Linked DNA regions of Ovis aries: region 2 is linked to region 1. The links are chromatin contacts, called in public Hi-C maps. All regions are on one chromosome and are shown on one strand. Each heading gives the region's core, a stretch centred on a gene start, on an enhancer-like site or on the middle of the called end of the contact. The rest is flanking DNA. Distances are from core to core; before and after follow the strand shown. Region 1 overlaps RPL37A (ribosomal protein L37a). Region 2 overlaps IGFBP2 (insulin like growth factor binding protein 2).

The links. A called contact is a pair of places that touch in the nucleus more often than the background predicts.
Region 2: a contact with region 1 is called in a Hi-C map of liver, with 6 times the contacts expected there. The contact joins two enhancer-like sites. A contact is called at or near these places in 12 of 16 Hi-C or Micro-C datasets (blood, hypothalamus, liver and 7 more).

Annotation. Positions count from the first base shown.
Region 1 is chr2:218,506,740-218,512,061 of ARS-UI_Ramb_v3.0, reverse strand. RPL37A (ribosomal protein L37a) reads right to left here. Exons shown (of 6, transcript XR_009599642.1): 5 at 2,007-2,138. Among named protein-coding and RNA genes, the nearest start is that of RPL37A, 13 kb to the right of the region's middle. Within about 2 kb of position 2,746, at least 9 of the 54 cell types and tissues checked have an H3K27ac peak or open chromatin away from gene starts, as enhancers often do. A contact at or near this core is called in liver, where this site is marked.
Region 2 is chr2:218,656,743-218,662,064 of ARS-UI_Ramb_v3.0, reverse strand. It overlaps IGFBP2 (insulin like growth factor binding protein 2), which reads right to left. Exons shown (of 4, transcript NM_001009436.1): 4 at 4,736-5,253. The coding sequence ends at 5,089. Among named protein-coding and RNA genes, the nearest start is that of IGFBP5, 29 kb to the left of the region's middle. Within about 2 kb of position 2,579, at least 1 of the 54 cell types and tissues checked has an H3K27ac peak or open chromatin away from gene starts, as enhancers often do. A contact at or near this core is called in liver, where this site is marked.

The DNA of each region.
Region 1 (5,322 bases), core at 1,497-3,996:
TCTGTGGGTTCACCTCTAAGATCCAGTCTGTCTGGGACCCATGAAGGCTCTGTGACATTGCCATATGCTAACTGCCCTAGGCCTTCAATTTTGAAACCGAGACCCATTTCCACCACTGCCCTTCTCTTGTAGGTTTAAGACATCATTTATGCCGTGCTTTGAACATCTTGGAAGGCAGCAGAGGCATGGGGGTGTGGGGTGCCCCGGTTTGCAGAGGAGGATGCGCCTCCCCCCGGGGGCAGGGTCCACTCCAGTTATTTTCCAAAGTCGCAGTCTTGCTGCATGAGAAATGTGCTGCCGCAGCAGAAAGTCTTCCTGCTCCTGCCAGGAGACTTTTATATATACATGGAAATGGCTCACTGGAGAAGTGGGGGTCGGGGAGGGGGGGATTCCCTTGGGGGAGTTGGGGATGAAGGGGTGTGGGCTCATCGTGTGGCTCTGGATTCAGGTTGCAGGGAATTTGGTTCATTTAATCCCAATAAACCTCACAACAGGCACACCTCGAAGGCATGAGTGGAAGGCCAGCTCCTGTCCAGTAGAAGGACACTGGTGGGAAAACACACAGACTTCCCGTATCTTGAGCCCAGTTAGACCCTGTAAGGAACCTGCATCCATCTCCCTTCTGCGATTTTGAAAAGACATTTCCATTCTCTGTGGTCCTCCCTCCTGATGACCTGGTTCCAGAGGGTAATAAAAGCTCGAGTTCAACTGACCTGAAAAGAAACTGGTTCCTTCAGAGACACAGAAACACCAAACCAAGGGCCTCCAGAGTCTCTCAGCTTGAGGGCAGTAATGAAGCTCTCTCACATTAATCTGCACCCCGAACCACCCTGAGCTCCTTGCAAGGCTCTTGCAGATCCAATCCTGGGTTCTGGTCAGGGACGGAGCCCTGAATTAGACTCCTGCTCTGTTGTCATGACTGCGGGCAAGCCACTTCGCCTCTCTGAATCTGCACCTCCGTCTCTTTGAAATGATGCAGTTGGAGAAGACAAGCTCTAAGGATGCGATCGTAGCAGTGAGTCTAGGATGCCAAGAGATCTGTGGTTCTGGGACCATGCTGGCATAGCTGTCTTGCCTGACCATTAGCAAGAAGAGCAACACTGGTTTACCCCCTCCCATACTGTCTTCCCTAACTGTTATTGGAAGGCTAGAAACTCAATTTCTGTCCCTCTGTCTACCTTCCAGCCACATGTAACTCTCCTCCTGTCTCCACTAGCAGTGTGTACTGCCTGTGCAGTGGAGTACAGACGGATACTACCAAATATCTGCCACGTCATCAGCCACTTTGTTTTGACCCTCAGCAGCTCTGGCAAAGGACATGATAGAATTACTGTTGGCATGTATATGAGTTTCACTCACCTGCCTTTCACCTCACCTGTTAGCTGAGTTCACGGATATTTGGTTTCCATTTTGGCTTCTCTAAAAGAGTAGAGCTGAAGTACGAGAGGGACAACCTGGATTTTTTAAGGGCCCCAAACAATATGGTTTGAGTAATCCCTGTGTTTTTCTACAAGAAAGTGTTTCAACCGCTGATGGTCAGTAACATCAACAAATCCAACCCCTGCTCAGCCTCCTCTGATCACAACCCCAGTGGCCCCCTTCAGCTGCTCCTCACCACGCCTTCCTTTGGGCAACTAAGTGCTCACTCCCTTCCCTGCAGGGGAGCCTCCTGCAGTACTGCCCCCTACCCCCAGACGATCTTGGCCCTGACTCATTGGTGCTGACTCAAAGAAAAGAAAAGCAGACCCCTCAGGCAGCCGAGGGTGGACCTGGGCCAGAGCCTGCAGGAGTGGGCGGGAGGGCCAGCAGAGGCGGGGAACCCATCAATCAGCCTGTCACCAGGTCTTTGCTGGGCCCCTCCCCCACTCCCAACCGGGCCTGGGTCGGCACAGTGGGGTCCCAGAAAAGAAAGGGGAGAAGACAGGCATCTTTATTTTGTAGCAATTATAGATGTGAAGATGGAGCTCATTCCTTTTGGGGGTCCTTCCCCCAGTGAGGCAACCCACCATCACTCACAGGAGGAACGTCTGAGCACCGCCAGGACAGGCCGCCACAGTGGAGCTGAGGGAAAGGGGCAGCCAGGGTAGAGTTCTGAAGCTGTATTTGCCGATTCAGACAAAAGACTGAGATAGTGTCAGCTGTTTATAAAAAAGAGAGAAGGCAAATGGAAATTATGAGGAGAGTTTAATGCCCCCAAATCCACTCCCTAGGTACCACCATTTCCTTCACCACCCTCCACATTCTGGCTATAGGACAACCGGCTTCTATGAGTTAAAGCACTGTGCTTTTAAAATGTCCCTTCTAAAACTGTGCTACTCTAGGAGTGTCCTTTTAACCCTCTCAGTACCCAGGAATGCATTTGCAGAGAAGGAATACAGGCCTATAAAACATTCAGGGACACAGAAAAGTGACTTGAGGATGAGGAGGCCAAACTTTAGAAATCCAGAAAGAACGAGAATCCTGACTCAGCTGCTTCCCAGTGTGTAACTGAACTGGGGGTAGTGAGTCAGGTCCCGTGGGGCTTGGCCTCCCTATCTAGTGAAGAGGAGTAAAGCGGCAACCACACAGGGACTCGTGAGGGGAGGCACAAGGCTGCACTGCACAGGCACATCTGTCCGGGAAATGATACATGGCACTGAGTGAAAAATGGGAAGAAATAAGCCCGTGGTGAAGGAGCACCAGAGAAGACGGCACTTTCTCACTGTCTCCTCCTTCTGAGACGAGGCTTGATGAGCAAAACTTACCAAGAGCTCCCTCTGCTGTCCATTCTTACACTCACCTTCCTGCATCAAACACAATAAGCCCGCAGTCCTGAGTCCGAGGCTCAGGATGTACACGTGATCTAATTTAATCAGTGGAGTCCTGTTTGTACTTTATTAACATTACTTCTTGAAAACCTTCTTTCCTTTCCATTCTGTTGTCCCCTCCCTAACTTTACGCCTTTGTCTCAGGCCTGTGTCGGCCCTCCCATCACCAAAATCCCTCATGGTGTATCACGCTCAGGAAACCTCAATCTTTTTATCTGTAAAAAGTAAGTTTTCTCTGAAGTTCAAGCCACTAAACTAACAGAGCTAAAGCTGGAAAACGAAACTTCTAGGTCCCAAATTCATCCTTTTCTCACATTCCTCTCTCTCTCTGAAGTGTGCGACCTTAGACATAACATTTAACTTTTCTAAGCTACTTTTACCTTGTCTGGAAAATGGAAGAAAGAACTGTATTAATCCCATGAGTCTGGTGAGAAGAGAAAGGGAGACAACGCAGGAGCAAAGGAGAGTCAACAACAGAGAGCGCGTGACCAATACTTGCTATGATCTTCAAGCACGAGGCAAGTTCAGTGCTCAGAGTGGAAACAAAACGTGAAAACAGATAAGACTGGAAAGGTAAACAGGAGTCAAATCCAGAAGAGCATTGGAAAATATGGTCCCACAGTCATTTGGCGCAGGCTGCCTCAAGGATTACATGAGCTAACACAGGTCAACATCAGGCTCACAGCAAGGTCACATGTTAGGTATTCTTGATAAAACTCTCCTGCTGCTAGTCACAACTTGAAAGCAGGGAAATTTACAAGCAGAATAGCTGTGAGTTGATGAGGAAGGAATAGTTGATGATTAAGGAATAGTGGTTTGGAAGGGAAGAAAGACTTCGAAAAAAGAACATCAGGAAAAAGAAGTGAAGATCCAAATCAACCCTGTAACACTGGCCTTTGAATCTTAACAAATCACACCATTTCATGCGCACATGTGCACACCCATGCACACACACAGCTCCCCCATCAGAGATCAGCCCCTCTCATACTGGCTCCCTTTTAAGTCATACCTCCCTTGAGCAATCCATTGGCTCTGCCCAGTAGTGGAGTCATGAGGGCATCTCCCTGCATCTGTGTAACCTTTTGACTTACTCTGGGGGGCTACTGGTTTGTGTCTTCATTGCTTTAGTTACTCAGTTAGAAAGTCCAGGGTTTTGACAGTGTGTTTAATACGTTCCTCCTGTACTGACCTTTTAAAAGAGAAAAATAAAATTCTTGAAGCATCTGATAATGTGGTCGAGAGACCTGTACACCTTAAGTTTGAGAAATGCTTCATAAACAAAACCTTATTCAATTAAATATATTTTAAAGATGCACTAACACTACAAGAGATTTTACAACTGGTAAAATAATTTAATTATTAGTGAAAATACTAAATTAAAACTTTCTCTTCAAACTAGCAAACCCTAGAAAATACATTCAAGTTCATTTTAATTATAAGTGGTTTGTCCCAAAAGACCTATAATTATTAAATCCTTCAGTTTCTTTCCTTCCTTAGGCTGCTTGACATTATGGAAATTTTAAAATAACTTAAGACTTACTAAACTGTAATTTTATACAAGCTCCTAGCCATTTGATATACGCCCTCTAGATGAATCTTCCAAATCTTACACTTCATTGCCAGGCTGTTACTTTCTTCTGGTTATCCTGTATCACCCCCTAGCGTCATATATGTTGCTTGCAGCAAAAACATGACAAATCTCTGCTGTGTTGAGGAGTGAGTATCTGTAGATAAGTACTTTCTTGGTTTACAGATTAGGTTCCCAAAGAATATATGTAAACCCATCAGGTTCCAAGGCCAAATTACACTATATACTTGGGTGCTGTGCTTAGTCGTTCAGTCGTGTCCGACTCTTTGCAACCCCATGGACTGTACCCCACCAGGCTCCTGTGTCCACAGGATTCTCCAAGCAGTAATACTGGAGTGGGTTGCCATGCCTTCCTCCAGGGCATCTTCCCAACTCAGGGATCAAACCCAAGTCTCCCATATTGCAAGCAGATTCTTTACCAGTTGAGCTACCAGGGAAGCTAAACCTTCAAAAAGAGAACTAGTGACCATACCAGGGCACCTTATGAAATCTGTTCCTAAAGTCACAAAACAAATGGTGAATATAGTGATATACACTCAACAATGATTACTCCTGTTTTCCCCTGCTGACACTTCCAGAGATACATCAATGTTTAATGCCAGCCCAGGAAAATGGGGCAGCCAGGCTTCAGCAACAGAGAACAAAACCATAGACAACGATGGCTCGTCTCTTAAAAAGTTAATTTTCTAAAAATGATTAGCATCTATTACATCTTGAGCTGCTGGAATACTCCTTGGTATTGTTTTAGTTTTTGCTTCATAGAATTAATTATTTAGGAATTAACTAATTAACATCTTTTCTAGCTTATGATGACTCCAACTTGCTGGGTCTTCGTGCTCCTTGGCATTGACTTTGTAGAACTTTATCAGTTCTCCCTATTTCCTCCCGGTTCTTCAGTTATTGCTCAGTATGCTCCTCAGGAACATC
Region 2 (5,322 bases), core at 1,330-3,829, 150 kb before region 1:
GGGCACGGGAACAGGCAGTCCAGGATAGATTCCACAGATCGCAAGTTTAACAAGCATCCCCGGCTGACTCAGCCTGGACTCCTGGGACCAACCCTTATGCAAATAACTCTTTGCTGCTGCTGCTGCTGCTGCTGCTGCTGCTGCTAAGTCGCTTCAGTCGTGTCTGACTCTCTGCGACCCCATAGACGACCAGGCTCCCCCGTCCCTGGGATTCTCCAGGCAAGAGTACTGGAGTGGGGTGCCATTGCCTTCTCCCAAATGACTTCGAGACCATGCAAACTCAGATGCAGTTCCCTATATTGCCACACGGTGGCAGTATAGCCACAGTGTTCATCACCTTCCCGTCTTAAAACTAAAATTGGAAGAGGCAGTTAATCCCAGGTGAGCCATCAGCTTGACATCTCTGATCAGCAGAGATCGCTGCCCAGCCAACCATCTTCCCGCGTGGGTGCAATTAAGCTTTCCCTCTGAAAAGGTTTCTAGGTCACACTACATCAGTCAGTGTGTTTCCTGTAGCAAGAGTCATAGCAGAAGGGTGCTCACACACCTGTAAAAATCCACCTCTTCACAGGGTTTAGGCTACAAGGAGGCTGTGGGCAAGTGACATGAAAATGGGCAAAGAGACTGTGGCATCCTCAGGAGAACTCTGCAAAAAACATTGCAGAAAGGATCCAAGCAAGTTAGCAACCTTGGGGCATGTGAGCTATTGTGGGGGCTGGCGTGAGCACTGACCCCAGCAGTGGCCCCATCCTAACCCCTGTCATTTGGTACTCATATAGCTCTCGGAGCACAACCACATCTGTTGTCTCACATTGATACCACGCTGTTGTCAACTGGGTGACATTAGGTATCAACCCTGTTGAGGCTGAAATCATCCCCATTAGACATCCCCATTAGGTGAGGAAAACTGAGGCTCATCCCCATTAGGTGAGAAAACTGAGGCTCATCCCCATTAGGTGAGAAAACTGAGGCTCATGCCCATTAGGTGAGAAAACTGAGGCTCAGAGAAGGTGAGTAATGTTCAGTTCAGCTCAGTTCAGTCACTCAGTCATGTCCGACTCTTTGCAACCCCATGAATTGCAGCACACCAGGCCTCCCTGTCCATCACCAATTCCTGGAGTTCACCCAAACTCTTGTTCATCGAGTCCGTGATGCCATCCAACCATCTCATCCTCTGTCGTCCCCTTCTCTTCTTGCCCCCAATCCCTCCCAGCATCAGAGTCTTTCCCAATGAGTCAACTCTTCGCATGAGGTGGCCAAAGTATTGGAGTTTCAGCTTTAGCATCAGTCCTTCCAAAGAACACCCAGGACTGATCTTCTTTAGAATGAATTGTTTGGATCTTCCTGCAGTCCAAGGGACTCTCAAGAGTCTTCTCCAACACCACAGTTCAAAAGCATCAATTCTTCAGCAGAGGAACCAGAGATCAAATTGCCAACATCTGCTGGATCATTGAAAAAGCAAGAGAGTTCCAGAAAAACATCTATTTCTGCTTTATTGACTATGCCAAAGCCTTTGACTGTGTGGATCACAATAAACTGTGGAAAATTCTGAGAGATGGGAATACCAGACCACCTGACCTGCCTCTTGAGAAACCTATATGCAGGTCAGGAAGCAACAGTTAGAACTGGACATGGAACAACAGACTGGTTCCAAATAGGAAAAGGAGTATGTCAAGGCTGTATATTGTCACCCTGCTTATTTAACTTATATGCAGAGTACATCATGAGAAATGATGGGCTGGAAGAAGCACAAGCTGGAATCAAGATTGCCCGGAGAAATATCAATAACCTCAGATATGCAGATGACACCACCCTTATGGCAGAAAGTGAAGAGGAACTAAAAGCCTCTTGATCAAAGTGAAAGACGAGTGAAAAAGTTGGCTTGAAGCTCAACATTCAGAAAACGAAGATCATGGCATCTGGTCCCATCACTTCATGGGAAACAGATGGGGAAACAGTGGAAACAGTATCAGACTTTCTTTTGGGGGGCTCCAAAATCACTGCAGATGGTGACTGCAGCCATGAAATTAAAAGACGCTTACTCCTTGGAAGGAAAGTTATGACCAACCTAGATAGCATATTCAAAAGCAGAGACATTACTTTGCCAACAAAGGTCCATCTAGTCAAGGCCATGGTTTTTCCAGTGGTGATGTATGGATGTGAAAGTTGGACTGTGAAGAAAGCTGAGCGCCGAAGAATTGATGCTTTTGAACTGTGGTTGAGTAATGCAGCTCTGGGCAAACGAATAGTAAGTGGTGGGACAGAATTCAAACCCAGGTGTCTCAATTTCGGCTGGAAAGCACTAGAACCTTGATTACATTAATTAATTAAAACACCTTGCCTGTTTTTTGATGGCAGGGCACAGCCCCAGGATGAGAATTTTTTTAGTGCCTCGGTTGATTCAAATATTAGTCAAGCTGAAAACTGCCAGGGTAGCAGCCACCGGCTGCCGACGACAGCTGAGGGGATCAGAGGATAGGGGGCGCACCCCTCGGGGAGGGGCTGGTGACCCACAGGGCACAGATCCAACCAGTGCCCAAAGCCCTCTAGACTCTCCAGAACCTCCCTGCGTCCACCCACAGAGGGCAGTATAACTCAGGGCTGAGCAGCAAACCCACCTAGGAGTCAGGGGACCCGGTCCCAGGCAGTGCAGGTTAGGCATCATCTGTGAAGTGAAGCTAACAATAGCACCTTATTTGTGGATTCCTGAGGACTAACTGAGCTTTAATGTACTTCCGGGGCAGTCAGCCATTCGCCGGTACAGCCCAGAGGCTCTGGCTGGGGATCTGCCTGCTTTGGGGCACCTGCTTTTTTTCTTCTCCAAGTGAAGCTCATCTCACCCCCAGGCCTGGCCCCAGGTGTCCGTCTGCCTCTCCTTCCTGAGTTGCCAGGTGGCTGATCAGGAGGGTGGTGGCCCAGGCATGGCTGCCTCTGGTCCCCTCCTCCACATGGGAAGGGGTACGATGTCACAGAAGGGCGCTGCGGAAAGTGAGGCCGTGTGAACAGTGGGCCTGAAAGCACCGAGCACCACTTCCCCGTGGCCTCCTGCAAAGTGAAGCTGTTGTTTAGCCACTGAGTTGTGCCCAGCTCTTTGAGATCCCGTGGACTGCAGCCCGCCAGGCTCTTTGAGACCCCATGGACTGCAGCCCGCCAGGCTCTTTGAGATCCCATGGACTGCAGCCCGCCAGGCTCCTTGAGATCCCATGGACTGCAGCCCGCCAGGCTCTTTGAGATCCCATGGACTGCAGCCCGCCAGGCTCTTTGAGATCCCATGGACTGCAGCCCGCCAGGCTCTTTGAGATCCCGTGGACTGCAGCCCGCCAGGCTCTTTGAGACCCCGTGGACTGCAGCCCGCCAGGCTCTTTGAGACCCCGTGGACTGCAGCCCGCCAGGCTCTTTGAGATCCCGTGGACTGCAGCCCGCCAGGCTCTTTGAGACCCCGTGGACTGCAGCCCGCCAGGCTCTTTGAGACCCCGTGGACTGCAGCCCGCCAGGCTCTTTGAGATCCCGTGGACTGCAGCCCGCCAGGCTCTTTGAGATCCCGTGGACTGCAGCCCGCCAGGCTCTTTGAGATCCCATGGACTGCAGCCCGCCAGGCTCTTTGAGATCCCATGGACTGCAGCCCGCCAGGCTCTTTGAGATCCCATGGACTGCAGCCCGCCAGGCTCTTTGAGATCCCATGGACTGCAGCCCGCCAGGCTCTTTGAGATCCCATGGACTGCAGCCCGCCAGGCTCTTTGAGATCCCATGGACTGCAGCCCGCCAGGCTCTTTGAGATCCCATGGACTGCAGCCCGCCAGGCTCTTTGAGATCCCATGGACTGCAGCCCGCCAGGCTCTTTGAGATCCCATGGACTGCAGCCCGCCAGGCCCTTTGAGATCCCATGGACTGCAGCCCGCCAGGCTCTTTGAGATCCCATGGACTGCAGCCCGCCAGGCCCTTTGAGATCCCATGGACTGCAGCCCGCCAGGCTCCTCTGTCCATGGGATTCTCCAAGGCAAGAGCACTGGAGTGGGGTGCCGTTTCCTTTTCCAGGGGTTCTTCCCAACCCAGGGATCGACCCTGCATCGCCTGCATTGGCAGGCAGAGTCTTTACCACTGAGCCACCAGGGACGCCGGCCAGGTGGGGAGCCCCCTGGAATTGGCCGGGGCTGGAGATACCAACAGAACCAAGCGGGCAGAATTCTGCTTCAGAACTAGGGCCTGTGTCTGTGCCCTTTCCCTGGTCCCTCGGCTTCAGCCAAGAGATGCTTGCTATTCTGGAGCCAGACAGCTCCTTGGGCCCCTCAGCAAGCAGGTCTGAGACTCCAAGTCACAACAGACCCACTAACTTCCCTTCGGGGTGATTACATGTCTCCCGTGGGGTAACAGAGCTCTCCTTAATTTGGGGGGCCAGAGGACCCCAATTCCAATTTCTGGGATCCCTTTCTTCCTCTGCAGTGTCATCTCAATGTGAGATGGAAGAAGAGACACTGGGGTCCACCCCTCCTCCCCCAGAGCCCACCCCAGGGGCAGGGGAGGTTGGCCAGACTCCTAGGGCTGTGCTAGGGGGCTCCACCTGGATTCATGACTTCCTCCGCTCCATCCATCTCCTTTCTGTTATGAACCTAAGGCTGGCCTGCCCAGCTTGCCCACGCAGTCGGGGCAAAGCTGGAGGGAAGGAAGCTGGCAAGCCTCAGAACCTCTTTTGGACCGGGGGCGGGGGAGCAAAGACTCAGGCAAAAGACACACAAGCTTTATTTTTCCTTCCTTTAATCTTAAGCAAAAGAGACACAGGGGTTCAAAAATAAAAATTTCTTTTTTTCCCTCTCCCAAACATTTACCCCAGCTCCGCCACTGCAACCATCCCCTTCCTGCCCAGCAGGGCCTCGAGCAGGGAGGGTGCAGGCATCTCCAGCTGGGGAGGGGGAAGGTGGGGGTGGGGTGGGGTGTGCCGAGCTCGGTGCCGGTCTCTTTCCAAATATAAATACACATGTCAGAACTCCTGGAAGCTCCGCCCCGCCACCCATCACGCATGCGCTCTGCATGCTCGGCCCGCTCCGGAGAGGGGTGGAGGTGGGGGGGTGCCGGGCACCGGCTGGCTGTGGCTTACTGCATCCGCTGGGTGTGCACCCCTCGAGCCCCCTGCTGCTCGTTGTAGAAGAGATGACACTCGGGGTCCCCCCGGATGGTGGGGGCTCCCTGGATCAGCTTCCCAGTGTTGGGGTTCACACACCAGCACTCCCCACGCTGCCCGTTCAGAGACATCTTGCACTGAGGAGAGAGGACATAAAGGACACCCCGATAAAAACGAGGGGGTCTCACTGACATGCAGACTCCTGT